Linked DNA regions of Lactuca sativa: region 2 is linked to region 1. A link is a contact called in public Hi-C data. All regions are on one chromosome and are shown on one strand. Each heading gives the region's core, a stretch centred on a gene start, on an enhancer-like site or on the middle of the called end of the contact. The rest is flanking DNA. Distances are from core to core; before and after follow the strand shown. Region 1 holds the start of LOC111879893 (transcription factor MYB73). Region 2 holds the start of LOC111879851 (histidine--tRNA ligase, chloroplastic/mitochondrial).

The links. A called contact is a pair of places that touch in the nucleus more often than the background predicts.
Region 2: a Hi-C map of leaf shows a contact between it and region 1, with 4 times the contacts expected there. The contact joins the promoter of LOC111879851 here to the promoter of LOC111879893 in region 1. A contact is called at or near these places in 2 of 4 Hi-C or Micro-C datasets (both in leaf).

What each region holds. Positions count from the first base shown.
Region 1 is chr2:220,693,199-220,697,163 of Lsat_Salinas_v11, forward strand. LOC111879893 (transcription factor MYB73) reads left to right here and starts at 2,130. Exons shown (of 1, transcript XM_023876324.3): 1 at 2,130-3,277. The coding sequence starts at 2,282. The coding sequence ends at 3,007. It overlaps LOC111879901 (U4 spliceosomal RNA), which reads right to left and starts at 3,296; the gene lies at 3,144-3,296.
Region 2 is chr2:220,911,161-220,915,125 of Lsat_Salinas_v11, forward strand. It overlaps LOC111879851 (histidine--tRNA ligase, chloroplastic/mitochondrial), which reads right to left and starts at 1,839. Exons shown (of 11, transcript XM_023876288.2): 1 at 1,414-1,839; 2 at 1,084-1,179; 3 at 700-788; 4 at 458-587; 5 at 246-338; 6 at 69-143. The coding sequence starts at 1,791. LOC128132123 (a long non-coding RNA gene) reads left to right here and starts at 2,149. Exons shown (of 2, transcript XR_008230050.1): 1 at 2,149-2,280; 2 at 2,888-3,107.

The DNA.
Region 1 (3,965 bases), core at 880-3,379:
AGGAACATTACATTAAAATTTATTGGATCTGGGACACAATTCGAGAAGTAGGTTTGTCTAATTGTCTCCTCCAAGGTTTCTAAACTCGGTTTCTGCCTCCACATACATGGGTCTTAAACCACAATAGAGAATTGGTTACTTATTGTAACGTAAACTTGGGTTTAATAGGTAATAGCAAGTCGCTTATCAATTGATAGACCCATGTAAGTTAGTTGTATAGAGGACGAACTTGAGTTTACAATTTAATAAAATTTTGGAGACATTTTAGCAATGAAGATGTTGTAAAACCTTGTCCATATGATATAGAGGTGGTTTCGTCTCATAAGTTTTGTGGTTTAAATCTATAGGATAGTAGTATACTAGAATCAACCTCCTCATATATATGGTCATTATTAAGCGAGGTTTAATCTTCATCCCAAAAAATAGCAAGGAGCTAGAAAAAGTTATTTATGTTGATCCCACATAGGAGAGTGACTATTGTAGTGGAATGGTAATAAAATAAAAAATAGCAAGGAGCTAGAAAAAAAAATTAGCCGAAGTCATAGCAGGATTTTTAACTTTTATGCCATCCTATTCAACTAAAATTATAATTTTCCTGCCAATTAGAAATCCTAAAGTACAAATAAGAAACGTCATCAAAATCAGTCCATTGTTGTACAAAGCCGAGAATCGATAGACCTGGTATCCAAACTCTAGACCTTGATGATTTGAAACAATTTTTAAAGTACAATGTACGAAAAAAAAGTGATATAAGTCAAACAAATTGAAAAATTCGCTACCATTTATAACAGCAACAAAAGTTTATACACTTTTTTGAAATTGCGATGATTTAATAATATTTACCGGAGTGTAATAATAACTTAAATAATTTTTTATTTATTAAAAGATATGTTATTGTTTTTATTTTTATTTTTATTGTGTAGAAAAAGAAAAGTATAAGTTTGTTTGTAAGAGCAAGCAGCCAAACAGTTGTGATGGTCAACAATTACGGCCACTAAATGTTGTTTCCAGTCCCATCCCAGTTGAATTACGGCTTGTCGACCGACCTCACTCGTTTTTTACTTAATTTTTAATCTAATTATTAGTTAAACCCTTCCTGTTGTTTAAAATTAATCTCTAATAAACTGTCAACTTTCTTGTTAATCCTGGACTTATTATTTTGTGTTGGTTGAATGTGTTATAAATATGATAGCTAATAATAATTTATTAGCTTTTAATTGTAATTTGTAGAAAAAATGGAAGGGAGTTGTATTCACTTTTAAGTAGCATTGTCCATGGTAGAAATAAAATGTAGATTAAAACATATAAGTAAAGTCCAAATTCAACCAAGAGCTGCACAAATTAGAATAGAATTGTCAACTCATTTATAAGTACAACAACGGTGTCGTTTGCTCTTTTTTTGGCAATGCTGTTACAACTCGCATAATTAGATTCAGTTGCAACCAACATAAGGTAAGATTTGGATGCCTCCCGAATCTCAGATTATTGTTTTATAATACCACCCATGCACCAATTAAATATAAATATCATATTTTTTTATCTATAGTTTAATATATGTATACGGTTAATTTTTTTAAATAATTCTAATTAAATCCAATAAAAATATTGGATATAAAAATAACAACGTATTTTCAAACTATATAATATTCCAACAAAATTAAAAAAAAAAAAACATATATTATTTTTATTTATTTGTTATTATCATGTATCAAATAGAAATAAATGAATTTTTACTTTAGTGATTGCATAAAAATTTCAAACAAAAACTGAAAATACGCCATCGTATTATTGCAATTAAACACCAAAATATATGTAAAAATTAATAAATTATATTGCAATTTTAATATCGGGACCTATAAAACATATAAAAAACAAATCGTTGTAAAATTAAACTGTGGGTAACAGAGTATCAATTAAAATTGTGGGTAACATATCGTTGTAAAATTAAATTCTTAACTATATGCATTGATAAACAAAAAACAAAAATTAAGCCAAACAAAACAAAAGTATTAGGTGAAGCAAAGTTTGTTAGGAATTTAATGTTAGTTTTAACCGTCTCCAAATAAAATAAATAAATGAAACAGACGCACGAGCAGTTTATGGTTCATGCCAACTACTCCCCCTGGCCTTCCTGAACGGTTAAACCTAACCTCTCCTTCACTTCTTCTTCTTCTTCTTCCTCTTCATAACCCCCACCCACCCTCCATCCCTCAACCGTTTCAATTACACCCATCTGCATCACTTCAAAATTCAAATCCTCCAAAATCTCAAATTACATTTCATGGCGACATCAGACGACGGCGGAGGAGGAGTAGTAGGAGGCAAGATCAAGGGATCCTGGAGCCCACAAGAGGACGCCACCCTCATGAAACTGGTGGAGCAACATGGACCGCGCAATTGGTCCCTCATCAGTTCTAGTATCCCAGGCCGATCTGGAAAATCCTGCCGTCTCCGGTGGTGCAATCAGCTCAGTCCTGACGTGGAGCACCGTCCATTTACTCGTGAAGAGGACGACGTCATCGTCAGAGCACATGCAATCCATGGCAACAAGTGGTCAACGATCTCCAGGCTCCTCCCTGGCCGCACTGATAACGCGATTAAAAACCACTGGAACTCCACTCTCCGCCGACGAGGCGTCTCAAACTCCGGCTTTGCCGTTGCCGTTGCCGTTGCGAAACGACCACTCACAGATGGATCCAGCGAGTCAACCCAGTCGGATCATCTTCCTGCATCCAAGAAGCAATGCTCCCGTAACTCCGACCACAGCAGTTGCGACGGACCTCCGACGGCTCTGACGCTTTTGCCACCCGGGGATATCAAAATCAAAACGGTGGAAGAACAAGTAATAACAGAAAAGAACGCAGAGGTGGATGATGACGTGGAGGAGAAGTCGACGGTGGAGATGGAGAACACGTGTCTGGTAACGATCATGAAACGTATGATAGCAGAAGAGGTTCGGATTTATATCAACGAACTAAGATCCAAAGAAGGGCATCCTCCGTCTTAGTTCAAAGTAACTGAAACGTTAATTCCCATTTTCATCTTTTATTTTACATTTCAGGTTTAGATTATTAAATTCAATATAATATTTATGAAACAAAAAATATATATAATAAGAATATTTAAAAACTTTTAGATTGTAGGGCTTTACCCAATTAAGGGAGCCCTTCCAGAAATTCTCGATGGCCAAGGGAGACCCAAGGCCAAGGAGGGGGTTTGGAAATAGTTTTCAACCAGCAATTGACGCGCCTCGGTTATTACCTCATTAGCTGCGTCATTGCCCCAAGCGCAAAGATGCTTCATAACGTTGCCCACATCTCTCTTTTTATAGCCTCACCTCCTCTCCTATTTTTCGTTTTTCAGCGATGTGGGATGAAACCCATATATCATCTATGCGCTTCTCAATCCACCTACTCAAACAATTTTTTTTTTTATTTTTTTTTTTTCTATTGGAGTTATGAAAACTACTTAAAATAAATATATCGGAAAGAGTTGTTTTTGTAGAAAAGAAAAGACGTCTTCAAAAGTGTAAATGTGTAATTTTAAGTGGTAAAGATTTAGTGGCTAGATATGTTAATCTAAAGGTGATTTTTTTAAGAACGTCATTAAAAGGTATTTATTACCATCTCAAATCATAATAATCAGATAATCTATCACGAAATGCATCTCAATCGTCTTGTAATGTTTTATTATTACAACTGAAAATGAGATAAACATTTAATCGAAATATAACTAAAGGAAAAAAAATCTTCATTACCATATTGGTTTCATGGTCATAAACATTATGATAGTGTATTCTTTTCTTGGTTGTTATTAAGCATAAATAAAATGTAAAAGCTTCAAATAAATAGTCGAAAAGTAAAACTTGTAAAACATTATTTCATGGTTATTAAAACTTGTAAAACATTATTTCATGGTTATTATTTTGTTTATGGGGATCTTTCTCCACCTTTCATTTTGTGTTT
Region 2 (3,965 bases), core at 589-3,088, 220 kb after region 1:
AGATTTTATTTTATTAAAATAAAATAACAAGTGTTGCATTTAGATTTTGACATAGGCATATGACTAACCTTATCTATGATGATGCAAGCTTTGGCAAATAAAGATTCTGGAACCGAATAGAAACTCAGCACTTCCTGTAGAACCTGCACATATTTACTAAAAGAGGTGAAACTTTCCTGAAATAAATTTCTCTAAAAAACTTGGTATACTCAATGTTTTGCATTACATATACTCGGTATTCAGACCTTTCTGCTAGATATCTTGAAGCCAACATCTTTTTCAGTTATCCCAATCCGTTTGAAAAATGTAACAATAGATGAGATAAGCTCAGCTTCTCCCTATTACAAGGAAAACAACAAACAGATGATCTTATTAGACATCAACATTGAAAGATGGATATGAACATTCAAATGAAACCTAAAATACCATTTGAGGTTAATGATTATGAAGAACATACAGTTACATCAGGGACACCAATTATATCCATGTTCCATTGGTAGTGTTCACGACGCCTTCCCCTAGTCATTCTTTCATAACGCCAGCATTGTCCAACAGCAAACCACTTTATTGGAAGGGCTACAGATTTTCTGGACATAAAATAACAATAAATAACTACACACATGCCTCATATTGTTTAAAATTTAAACCATGAAACACCTAAAGAGATTGAAATTCTCCACAATAATAGTGGTATAGTACCCTTTTTGTATGACAAGCCTTGCTAGAGAAGGAGTAAGCTCAGGCCTCAATGCGACTCTGCGATTTCCTCGATCCTCAAAACAGTAAAGCTGCATCATAAAAGTTGAGAGAGATCATCCATCAACATTCAACACAATTACACAAATCAATCTTTTTTAGGTTTTACTTGTAGATTATAATACACTTGACTTGCTCCTAATCTTTGTGTCATTTCAAATTTCTATCATTGCATTCCTATTGTAAAGATTTCACAATTCAGGCTTCACATAGCTGAAATAATTTGCATGTAAAAAGATTCTGCCCCAGATTCATCTCTTGTGAAAATTAGAAAAGTAATATGTCAAACCAGAGGTAACTGCAACAAGAATGAAAGAATTACCAAACCTGGTCCCTTATTTCCTCCCCTGCTTTTCTTATATATAGAGCTTCTGATTCTAGTACTGGATAGTCAACTTCTTCAAATCCGAACAATTGTGAAACCTAATATTCAACAGCCAGTTAGCATAAGTTTTAAAAGATATGAATACATGTACAGAAACATATGCCGAGCAGATGCAAATCGAGGGATAGTACTAGGTTTGAATTAGATACTACATCATCAATAAGTTCAAACAAATATCCCAAACCCTTCTTTCCCTTTACCAAAATAATCTACTCGAGCATCAACTAAACAGTGTCAGATGAAAAACAGAAATAAGTGTATTGGATAAAAACCTCTTTGAAGTTCTGGAAAAGCCAATTGCGGAGGCGCATTTCCTCTGGAGGGAAATCTCTGGTGCCTTTGGGCGGGTTAACGTCTACTTTTTGGGAGTAATCGACGACCTGATGTGGTGGGGAGGAGATTGAACCGGATCGACCGGCACGCGTGGTTTCATTGACATTAGAATTGTCGGCAGACAAAGGGGTAGCAGTGGCTAATGGGGAGGTGGAGAAGGAGTGGTGTTTGTTATGAGCGAAGCGAACAGGGAGGCGGCTGAGAGGGGGAGAGTGGAGGGAGAATTGGTGGCAGATGAGGGGGGTAGGGCGGAGAGTAGTGGCAAATAGGATGAGGCGAGGGTGGAGGATAAGGAGAGATGGAGTTGCAGCAGCCATCGCGCAACGGCAAATAGGCAATGGCTTCTTCTCAGTCCAAGGCAATGGCTTCTTCCCGAATAACATAAAGTGAAAAGTGCAAATTTGGTCCTTTGTTTGTAAGAAAATGAGGTTTAAGACACTAAACTTTGAGTTAGTTTTGCTTAGGGGTTGTTTGTTTGGCCTCTTAATGATCCCATAAAGAGGCTAACTCTAAATCCTTCAAATTCAGAGCGTTTGGTTGGAATTTTTTTAACCTCTTAATCGGTCCGATATAAAAGAAATGGGTATTGATCGGTCAGAGTTGTTGACAAGTCTGGATGAAATTTTTTCCAAATAATACCCTTAGACCTAAAAAAACATCCGCCTCTTTTTTTTCTTCCCCGTTGTTCTCCCATCGTGCAACATTCTCTCTTTTCCATCCGATTCTCACCTTGCCATCGGACCTCCGGCAGCCCCGCTCCACCTCCGCCTTCGTCGCCTCCCTCCTCGCCGCCTACCCCTTCGCTGGTAAGTTTTCTAATATGTCTTGTTATGGTTGTTTTTTTCTTTTGGCATCCTTCTGGTCGATTTTTCTGTGTTCTTGTGTTTATATGATCATTTTTGTGAAATCGATTTTCTCAATACCTAAAACCTGTTCTTATGTTTGGTTGATCAATTTTTTGAAATCGATTTTTTCTTGTGTTTGGTTGATCAATTTTTGTGAAATCCATTATTGTGAAATCATTTTTTATGCTGCTCAATATTATATCAAATCGGTTTGATGTTCATCAAATAACAATGAACTAATCGAATAAGTTAATATGTATATATGGATCGATGCTTGGATCCATATCTCTCTTTCAAATTTAAGAGTTTATTGTCAAATGTATGTTAAAGATTTGATGATTGAAGTTAATTACGGATGATTTTTACCCATAATCAAATTATGAACTATTTCCTATTTAATGAGTTTATTGTCTTTTACTTGTTGAATTAACTGGATTCATATGTGATTTGTATACTTGTAATCTTTAGGTTTGGTTTCTTATTTGTGTTTGGTTCACAATCTGGAAATATATGTTCGCTTTTCTTCTAACAACACTTTTTTATTACTTTTGATTCTCAACTTTTGTAGGGAGCAATGCCACTGGAAGTAAACAATAGCAACAAAGATCGTGATGAGTTATCTTAGAATTGCAATCAACTTGTTTCAATCGAAACCCGACAATCAAATTTGTTTGAACTGATTTATTGCAATATATTTTTATAAAATCTATTATACTATGATCTAAGGATCTATATATGACATATTTGGATGTTGTACGATATCTAATTTGAATGTTGTATGGAGTTTATTTTTTATGCAAAAAATAGTTTATAGGGTTAAAATGGTCATTTTTCTTGTTAAGAGGCAGCCGTTCACAAGCCTAACCAAACATCAATTTATCGTTAAGATACATGTTCATAAAGAGCCTCTGCATTATCCAAACATCTATATCATTCAGATATGAATCTTCCAGATGCTACCAAACAGCCCCTTAGTACATTTTGTTGTATGTTCGGTTTGAGCTTTTTAACTTATGCTAAAATTTAGTAGTTAAATCAACCACATGTTGTAACGCCCCAATCCTCAGGTATTAATTAATTAAGAATTTCTGGACGAAGCTCTACTCGACGAGTTGGTCGACCTACTCGTCGAGTAGCAGCGGGGTGAGAACACGTGTTTAGTGACCTACTCGGCGAGTCCACTATTGGAACTCAGCGAGTAGGAGCTGGCAGATGAAACCCTAAATTCCAGGGTTTGCACCCCTATTTAAAGGAGCCTCAACCTCGTTTGGGCCTCCTTATAGTCTTTGAGAGCCCTTAAAACCCTAATTCGTGTGTGTGTGCCTTGGTGTGGGTTTGAAGCTTGGAAAAGAGGATCTTGGAGGAAGGAAGCTAAGGGTGCAAAGGAAATTGAAGCAAGAAAGGAGTGGGAAGCGGTTTTTGCCTCAGCTAGCATCTTTTGAAGGTATCAAAGTGCCATTCTTACTTCCTTTTCTTCCCTATTGTTGAGTTCTAGGGCTTTTTATGGATTTTCAAGTTGGGATGATGAGCTATGGGCTAGATCTGAAGTTGTAACTTCAGATCTGGACCCTCTTTGGATGCTAGAATCATAAAGTTGTTGTATTGGTTGTGGTTGAAGTCCCTCTTGGACTAGAAGCTCCATTAAG